Regions from separate parts of the Mus musculus genome. Here region 1 is linked to region 2. A link is a contact called in public promoter capture Hi-C data. All regions are on one chromosome and are shown on one strand. The core of a region is the stretch at or near the end of the contact, and the rest is flanking DNA. Distances in the headings are between cores, read along the strand shown. Region 1 overlaps Actn1 (actinin, alpha 1). Region 2 holds the start of Rdh12 (retinol dehydrogenase 12).

Region 1 (4,160 bases), core at 577-3,076, 1.0 Mb after region 2:
AAGAAGAGGGGAAGGCAGGCAGAGGGTGGGGACCTGGTCCCCAAGAACTCTTCTCTCAACAGAAGATACTGAAACTTCAAGTTATCTATATAGTTTCAGTCTTCCCCAGAACTGTGTGGCGGCCAAGCTAGACATGATGTGTCCTTGGGGACCCAGCTGGCCAGCCCACTGGCCTTTACAGGACAGCTACCGTGATACGCCCAGTCAGGGGGAGAAGAGAATGGAGTGTCTAAGGCCTTCTGTTGACTTGCCAACTCCACCTGTGGGCACAAAGGACCTCATGCCATGGGCACACACAGGGAGATGCCAAGACCCAACTCTCCACCCAACTTCCTAGCAACATTATTCACCGTAGCCAAGATACGGAAATAACCCAAACATCTGTGAACACGTGAACAGATAAGGAGAATGTATTAAAACACACAATGGAGTATTATCCAGCCCTAAAAAGTTAATTCTGACACAGGATTCTACTGGGACAAGCCTGAAGTGAAGCAAACCAATCAGAAAAGGGCAAACAAAAAACAGGTCCACTTCTACGAGGTACCAAAACCATTTCAAATGAGTATACTTCAGAACCCTGAGTTAGACCAACACATGACCTCTTCCTCCCCGCCAGCTCCAAAAAAATGGACTAAGACCTCCCAAGACAGGGGGAGTTAGGGACAGCTACACCGCCTCAGGCCCTGCCTTGCCCTCTGCTCTAACAGACGGGCAGAAGGGAAGTTCCTCTCCCATAGCCAGAAGAGAAGCAAACTGGGGGCCCCTCTCCAGGTCCTGACTCCAGGGTGACTCAGGCTCCAGTTTCTCAAGAAGGAAGTGAGCCACTCCAGTCTGCCTTTTTTTCCCTTTTAGGAAGACACAAGAGAATGATTCAACTTAATCCTGGAGGCCTAAATTCCACTTCACTCCACTTGCACTGGAGATATCACACCCCACACACCATCCTCCAGGACAGGAAGTCAAAAGGACAGGACACAGCCTTCCCTCTCTACCTCAGTCCCAGCGTCCTACACTCAGCTCCTAACACTGGAAGAGACATCAGCAAGGTCTGAACTCACTCTGTTTTGGCTGCTCTGATGGTCTCAGTCTCCTCATCGGTAACTTAAAGGGATGGGACAGAGGCAGCTCTGAGCTTCTAGGTCTCTGGAGGAGCTGGGTGATTAATCTGGGGCTGAGAAAAGACAGGAGAACACAGGATGTGGCTTTGGAACCAGGCAAGCTTTAGTACAGACTCATGCCTGGCACCCCTCCAGAAGCACGGGTTCCAACTGGAACACCTGTATCACCCCCCCCCACCCCACCCCCACCCCCAAGTCAGGCAATCTCATCACTCACTCAATAGCTCCCACAGGCTACTGTTGGAGGACAGCCTCTGAGATGGACACAGCCTGGTGAAACTTCTCCATGGACCTTTAAGACCCTGGAGACCCTTTAAGACCCTATCTCTTGTCCCCAGAGCCTGTGCTTGGGCGCCTGGAAGGCTGAGAGTCAAGTAGGTAATTTGAACAACAAAGCAAAAGAGAGCCCAGTAGAGCTACAGGGAGCATAAAGGACATTGGAGTCCAGAGTCTGGTTTGAATCCTGAGTTTGACACTAGCTTGCTGTGAGACTTTGGAAGAGCTCGGTCATTTGTCCGGCCCTCTATTTTTCTACTGGCAGAGGGGACGGACTTTGGGGGCCCTCTGACAGTCCACATAGGGAATCACAGGAGGAAGGCCTGCTGGAGCCACCCTGCAGCTTCCTGTGGCCCCTGCTTCGACCTAATAGTGGCTGACCCGCCCAGGGCCGGCAGACGGCAGACTGCAGACAAATGAGCTGACAGGCAGCCAACTCCAGGGAGTGCTGAGGCACGAGGGACACAGCTTCAGCCTGGCAAAGTCCAGCTGCTGGAGGCTGTCTGAAGGCAAACATCCTGCTTTAATGGCAGAGATGAAAATAGTATGGCCGTTTTCTCAGAGTTGGAACCAGCTGGCTGAGATGGGGTCAGGGGACAAGACAGTGGCTATGTGCTTTGTCTTTTAGCTGCAAAGCCTGGTGCTGGATAACGGTATCCCTTTCAACACCCACCCCCCAGCTCCCCACCCCCACCCATCTCTGCCGGATTTTAACCATAAACACAGCCTTTTTTTTTCTAAAGGAAGGGCTTAACACAAACCAGATGCTTCGGGACTTTTCCCCAGCCCCCTCTCTGGCCCTAAAATTAAACACTCAGTATGGCCTCTGCCAAAATTCACTAGAAGGTCCAGCCTTAAAGAGCCAGAGCCTCCGGTTCTCACCCTTGCACACTCTTAATAATATCCCCACCTAAACAAGATGTCAAAGTCCTCCCAACGCTGAGCATGGTGGCCTCCTGAGTGCCTAACAGGGGCGACCAGCATAAAGGGACAAACAGGACAACCTGGGCATGGGAAGGCTGCCCTAGCAGGGGTTTTGCAGAAGGAGCCGAGCCTGCCCATCAGCTCTGTCCCAAAAGGCTCTGGACACAGCAAGAAGAGTTATTAGTCTTCTTGGACTTAGGTCCTAGGGTCTAGGAAAGAGGGCGGATGACAGACATCTCAGTCAACCTTGAGCTCACAGTGGTGGGGCGGTCTGAGCAGGTCTGTTCCATGCCAACTGGAATCTGCTGCCCTTCTGAGGTTTTTCTGGGTGATGGGTTCATTGTGCAGGGTAATCTGGTCACTCCCACCTTCTCGAACCATGTCTTACGCATGTCTGACCCTCTGTGACAAGTCTGTACACTTCAAAGAGTTCATACCTAATGTTAAGAATAAATGAATTTTCCAAGCTGTTTCTACCCAAGAGGCCACCAGCCGCAGAGTCCAAGGCAGTAGCAGGAAATTAGCTGAAGAATAAGTTTCCAATTCCTTTTCTGTGCTGTGGCTCTCGTCTCCCCTGAGAAGTTCCCTGGACACAGAGGCAGCCAGGGTGTGCATTTCTTCTTGTAACTCCCCAACACAAGCCCTAGTCCCTCGCAGTGCACCATCAGGGGGTATCCTGGTAGACTGTACCTCCTGAGCTGCCCTCGCAGGGCTTGTCTACAAAGGCAGTTTGAGGCTGTGCCAGCAAACACAGCTGCTGTCTGACCCCCAGTCCCACGGTAGTGAGGAAGCTGCAAGTTCAGAACCAACTTAATCTTCCCCCACCCCCCTCCAACCCGTCATGTTGCCATAAGGAAGCCAGAACTACCACGACAGAGACATCTAGGACAGAAGTTGACTAAATAGGAACTAGAGGAACAGAAGTCACAAAGGTGGTTTAGGGAACCAAGCAAGGCAGGATGCAGAGTCAAAAAGCCCTTACTCCACAGGAAACCAAACAACAGATCTGAGCAGGTCAGTGAAGGACAGTTAGCTGTTTCTGCTAAGCAGGGGGACAGCACAGGCTGTGAGGGATCCATGAGCAGTGTTGGTTATCTGCCAGGTAAACATGCCCAAGAATCCCCAGGATGACTGACATCCATCAGGGCAGGTTCCCCTGCAGACACTGCAGTACCCTTTTAAAGTAGCCTTGGAGATTTGTCTAATAGGCCACCAGCTCCAGACCCAGCAAGACCGACCACATGGAAAGCAACCACATCCCCTCTCCTTTCTTTCACTCTTAGTAGTGGGGGGTGGGGCTCAGGGTCCAGAGGGAATACTTCATTCCCATTTGGGGACAGCTAGAATTCAGGATCTGAGCCACAAAGAGAGAAGGCTCCACCGGCATGCACTGGAGATAGGGAAAGTTATGAGTAAAGGAGCTGAGTGTGCTGAGCTTAACTGATCCCATATTCACACTAAAGGAGTACTATCCTCTGCCAAATTCTGTAGCTTTATCTTTAAAAAAAAAAAAAATGACATGGGATACTTATTAGAAACACATACCTGAGCTCTGACAGGGCCATGTGGTTCATAGGCCTGGACAGTGCCCAGGAAGCCCACAGATCACTCTTTAAAGAATACAGTCCTGAAGTGAGACTCCGCTCTTGGGTGACAGAGAACGGCCACAATATAATCAACAGTATATACCTACAGACAAACTGTGGTCACTGAAAATGGGTGACTGTGTAGCTAAGGATGAGACGGGAGGCCCTTTACTATAGTTACAAAGCAACATCTTCACCGGCCCCCACCAAAAGCCATTCTATTCCCCGAGAGGCCAGCTCTACTTCATAATCA
Region 2 (3,990 bases), core at 929-3,428:
AAAGATGGCTCAGTGGTGGTTAAGAGCACTGCTATTACAGGAGACCCTGATTTAACTCCCAGCACCCACACTGGGTGGCTCACCACTGTAAATAACTCCTGTACCAGAGAGATCCAAAGGCATCTGCGGACACCTGCATTCGTGGGTATATCTTCTCTATACATAATTTAAAATAAAATTTAAAAAGATGAAAAGAAAAAAGAGAAACAAAGACTTACTATTGAATAAACAAGATACAAGCAGGTCTGATGGCATAACATACCTTTAATCCTACACTTGGGAGGTAGAGGCAGGCTGAGTTCTATGAATATGACATCAGCCTGGTCTAGTACCAGACTAACCAGGGCTATATGGTAAGACCCTGACTCAAACCTTTCCCCTACCCAACACAAACAAACAAAAACCCACTACTGCCACCACCACCACCAAAAACAAAAAAACATTCTTTCATTCTGGGACAGTTTTGAGTGTGGCAGCAAACGGCTCCTGACTAGAAATGGACACATTATTGTACAAAAGATCTTTTGGGGAAACCACTGGGGGCCATGCTAGGCTCCTACTTTTCTCATCTGGATGCCAGGATATGTCATTGGAAGATGAAAAGAGGGGGAAGCGGAGGAGTGGAAGAAGAGGAAGAGGCATTTACAGTTTTCACACTTGCTCTTATTCTGTAGGCTCTGTTCTTACAGAATGTTCTAGACCATGGTGACATCGGCCACAGCTGTGTGACTCCACTTGACAAACCACCACCAAAGGTCAAATCAGAGAGTAGCCCCTCATCTCTGTTTTACAAAGCTGCTGTCCCACTGCTGTGTCCTCCCCTGAGTCCACCTGACCTGAGAATCATCTGAGGTGAGTGGCCCGAGTGGCCATGTGGAGACTTGCAACTGATAATCACTCCCATTGGATAATCAAGTAAACTGAGGCAGCAGAAAGACTCAATAACTTGCCCAGGACCTTGAAGCTTGAAGGATGCTGAGCTGGGATTTGAGTCAGGAATTTGAGTCTAGCTCGAGAATACTTAAACACTCTACTCTTGCTTGACATGTCGTTGGGTGTGTCAACTTCACTGAAGTGTAATGTAAAGAACACACACAAAATGCCCAAATCAAAAGCGCCCAACTCAGTGATTGTTCACAGTAAGCACACCTGTGTACTAGCACGAAGATCAAAGACCAGCACATTGCCAGCCCCACAGGACCTTCAGCCACTCCCTATTTCTTCCATTTATTTATTTTTAACTTTTACTTATTTAATTGGTTATATATACATGAGAGTGCAGGAATGCACAGGCTTCAGCATGTGTGGAGGTCACAGTGTCACTTGGAGAGTTGGCTGTGGGACCTGGGAACCAAACTCAGGTCACTGTGCCTGTTTGCTATTGCTGATACCTGCTGAGCCACTTTCCCTGCCCTGTTAATTTACTTTGGGGTTTGTAGGGACATGCATATGGAGATTAGAGAACAAGTTTTCAAAAGTCAGGTCACTCCTTTTACTTTGTCTTCGAAGCAAGGTTTGTGCGTACCTACCTCTTGATCCTGCAGTTCCACTTCCTCGAGGCTACCTGGCCTTTGAGCTCCAGTTTCCATTTTGAAGTAGGACTACTGTGGTTACAGACGGCAGCCACTCTTCTGGCCTGAGCTGCCACATCTGACTTCTACATGGATCCTGGGGATTGGACACATACCAACAAGCTCACATGGAAAGTGCTTTGACCTACTTAGCCATCCTTCTTACTATCTCTCTTCCATTTTTAATCACACATATTTCAAGCATCATTAGGACTTGGAGGATTTTTTTTTTGTTTGTTCGCATGCTTGCTTTTTTCTTTGTTTTGTTTTTTTTGGTTTGGTTTTGTTTTGACACAGTTTATTATGTTGTTTAGGCCAGTCTTGAACTACAGACTCAAGTGATCATCTGCTTCAGCCTGCCAAATACGTTGATTATAAGACGTTGTCACTATGCCTGGCTTTTTTGAAGCCTGCTGATAATGTGTAACATATTCTATCTTGAAAATAGCGTGTTGAGGAGGAACTCCAGTATTGCCAAATTCTCACTGCCAATATAAGGTGAAGCCCTAATCTTTCCTTAAGCCCCACCCCTCTAGGACTACAACTCCCAGGAGGCTGTGCTCTGGCGGCTCTCGGATTTAAGTAAGATTCTGGGCATTGCTTAAGCCAGCCAGTTGCTGAGTGTCCCAGAGTGAGAGGAACCAAGAACCAACAGAAGCTGCCAGGAATTGGAGCCAGAGAAGGATCCTCGGGCTAGGTTGAGGGTGGGAAGCAGCAACTAAGAAAGTTGACAAGATGCTGTTTATCTTGGTACTGCTTACGTCCTTCCTCTCCATCTTGTATCTGACAGCTCCATCCATCAGGTTTGTTTTAATCCAGCAACTCAAAGATACTTTACGAAGATGGTTTTGACTTCTAAAAGAAGAAGGAGGGAAGGTGGCGGAGGCGAGATTAGTACATTAAAAACAGGAAAGGAGGGGTTCTGGATGCCTCTGCAGAAAACGAGAAGGAAGCACCTGGGTGGGAGGAGGTGGGGCTGATTTGAATTCGGATGCCGAGGAAGGAGGAAGGCGGAGTAGATGAGTCCTGTGGCACTTTCCTCTGATTCCTTTAGGTTTCTCTGACACTTTCCTTTTCTTTTCTGTCCCTAGATGAGGTGAGTGTCATGGGGACTTCATCGTTAAGGGACTCCTTGTCAAGTCTTAGGCACTCTGGAAAGGAAGCAAACTCTCTTCCCTTGATACTTCTCTCAAGAAGTGTTTTGGAAATGATTCACTGGGGATTTGTGGAGGTGCCAAGAAATGGCTATTCTATGTGGGGGCTTTAAATTTTGTTGATGATTAGAAAGGTTAGGAGCCAGGTGTGGTTGTACGTGCCTTTAATCCGAGCACTCAGGAAGCAGAAGCAGAAAGAACTCTGAATTAGAGGACAGACTGATCTACAGAGCGAGTTCCAGGGCAGCCAGGGCTATACAGAGAGACCCTGTCTTGAACCTTTGCCCCCTGACCTGACCCCACCCCCACCCCAAAGGAAGGTTAGATAGGCATACTGAGGACAGAGTGTCAAAGTGTCATACTTGGTCCCGGCCACCCTTAGAAATGACTTAAACATCTTTGGGCTTCAGAGGTTTTTTTTGTTTGCTTGTGTGTGTTTGTTTTTGTAATATAGAAGTAATACTGAAATGGCAGGGGAAATTAATATAAATGGCATATGGAAAGATAATATGTATGGAAAATGTGGAAAGATAGTGAGTGCAGAAACTATTTAGCATGGAGGTAGACTGGGTGCAGAAAGTGTTTAAACCTAGACAGAAAATGTATAGAAAATCAAGCCTGGGATAGACCTCATGAGTGTAGAAAAGTGTCTAGCCTAGTCTAAATATTGGGTGTAGAAAGTCTAGCCTAGGCTAGACAGTGCATGTAGAAAATATCAAGAAAAGACAGTGTATAGAAAGTGTCTAGCTCAGTGTCTGCCATCCAGTGATGTTCAGGAAGTATTCTAGACTCTCTGGTCTTGTTTTCAACAAGAAAGCTTTCTCTGTGTGCCAATGGCCTAAATAAAATCCATAATAAAGTGCCAGAAAGTCACTCAGGATGCTCTCTCTCTAAACAAAAAAGACAACTGAGAGGGAAGTAGTTAATGTGTCAACCCAGATGCTATCTGCTAGTTCCTATAGTAACTATTGGAGCCATAGGGCTCAGGACCATTGAGTCCTCTAATGTGTATCACCCATGTGATTCCAATGTGGGTCAGAGGAGGAAGCTGACCCGTGGAAGTCTAGAGATTAGACTGATAGCGTTTTTATCTGACAAGGAATGTCTCCATTGGCCCTGGCTCAGGAGCATTTTCTCTGCTTGCTCAGGTGACTATTTTTAGCTTCTGGACACATGACCTTTCAATTCTTGTCTATGAGCTGGCCACTACCTTGCCCAACCAAAAAGTGGTCCATGCAAATTAATTTCTAACGATGATAAAGTCT

The links. Promoter capture Hi-C pulls out the DNA fragments that hold promoters and counts their contacts.
Region 1: a contact with region 2 is called in a promoter capture Hi-C map of neutrophils, with 6 times the contacts expected there. The contact joins the enhancer-like site here to the promoter of Rdh12 in region 2. A contact is called at or near these places in 4 of 39 promoter capture datasets (3T3-L1-derived adipocytes, the C10 cell line, neutrophils and 1 more) and 1 of 115 datasets of contacts at active chromatin or transcription factors (large pre-B cells).

The regions. Positions count from the first base shown.
Region 1 is chr12:80,228,390-80,232,549 of GRCm38.p6, forward strand. All of the region lies in intron 1 of Actn1 (actinin, alpha 1), which reads right to left. Among named protein-coding and RNA genes, the nearest start is that of Actn1, 30 kb to the right of the region's middle. Within about 2 kb of position 1,827, at least 219 of the 459 cell types and tissues checked have an H3K27ac peak or open chromatin away from gene starts, as enhancers often do. A contact at or near this core is called in 3T3-L1-derived adipocytes and neutrophils, where this site is marked.
Region 2 is chr12:79,206,735-79,210,724 of GRCm38.p6, forward strand. It overlaps Rdh12 (retinol dehydrogenase 12), which reads left to right and starts at 2,179. Exons shown (of 7, transcript NM_030017.4): 1 at 2,179-2,374. The coding sequence starts at 2,307.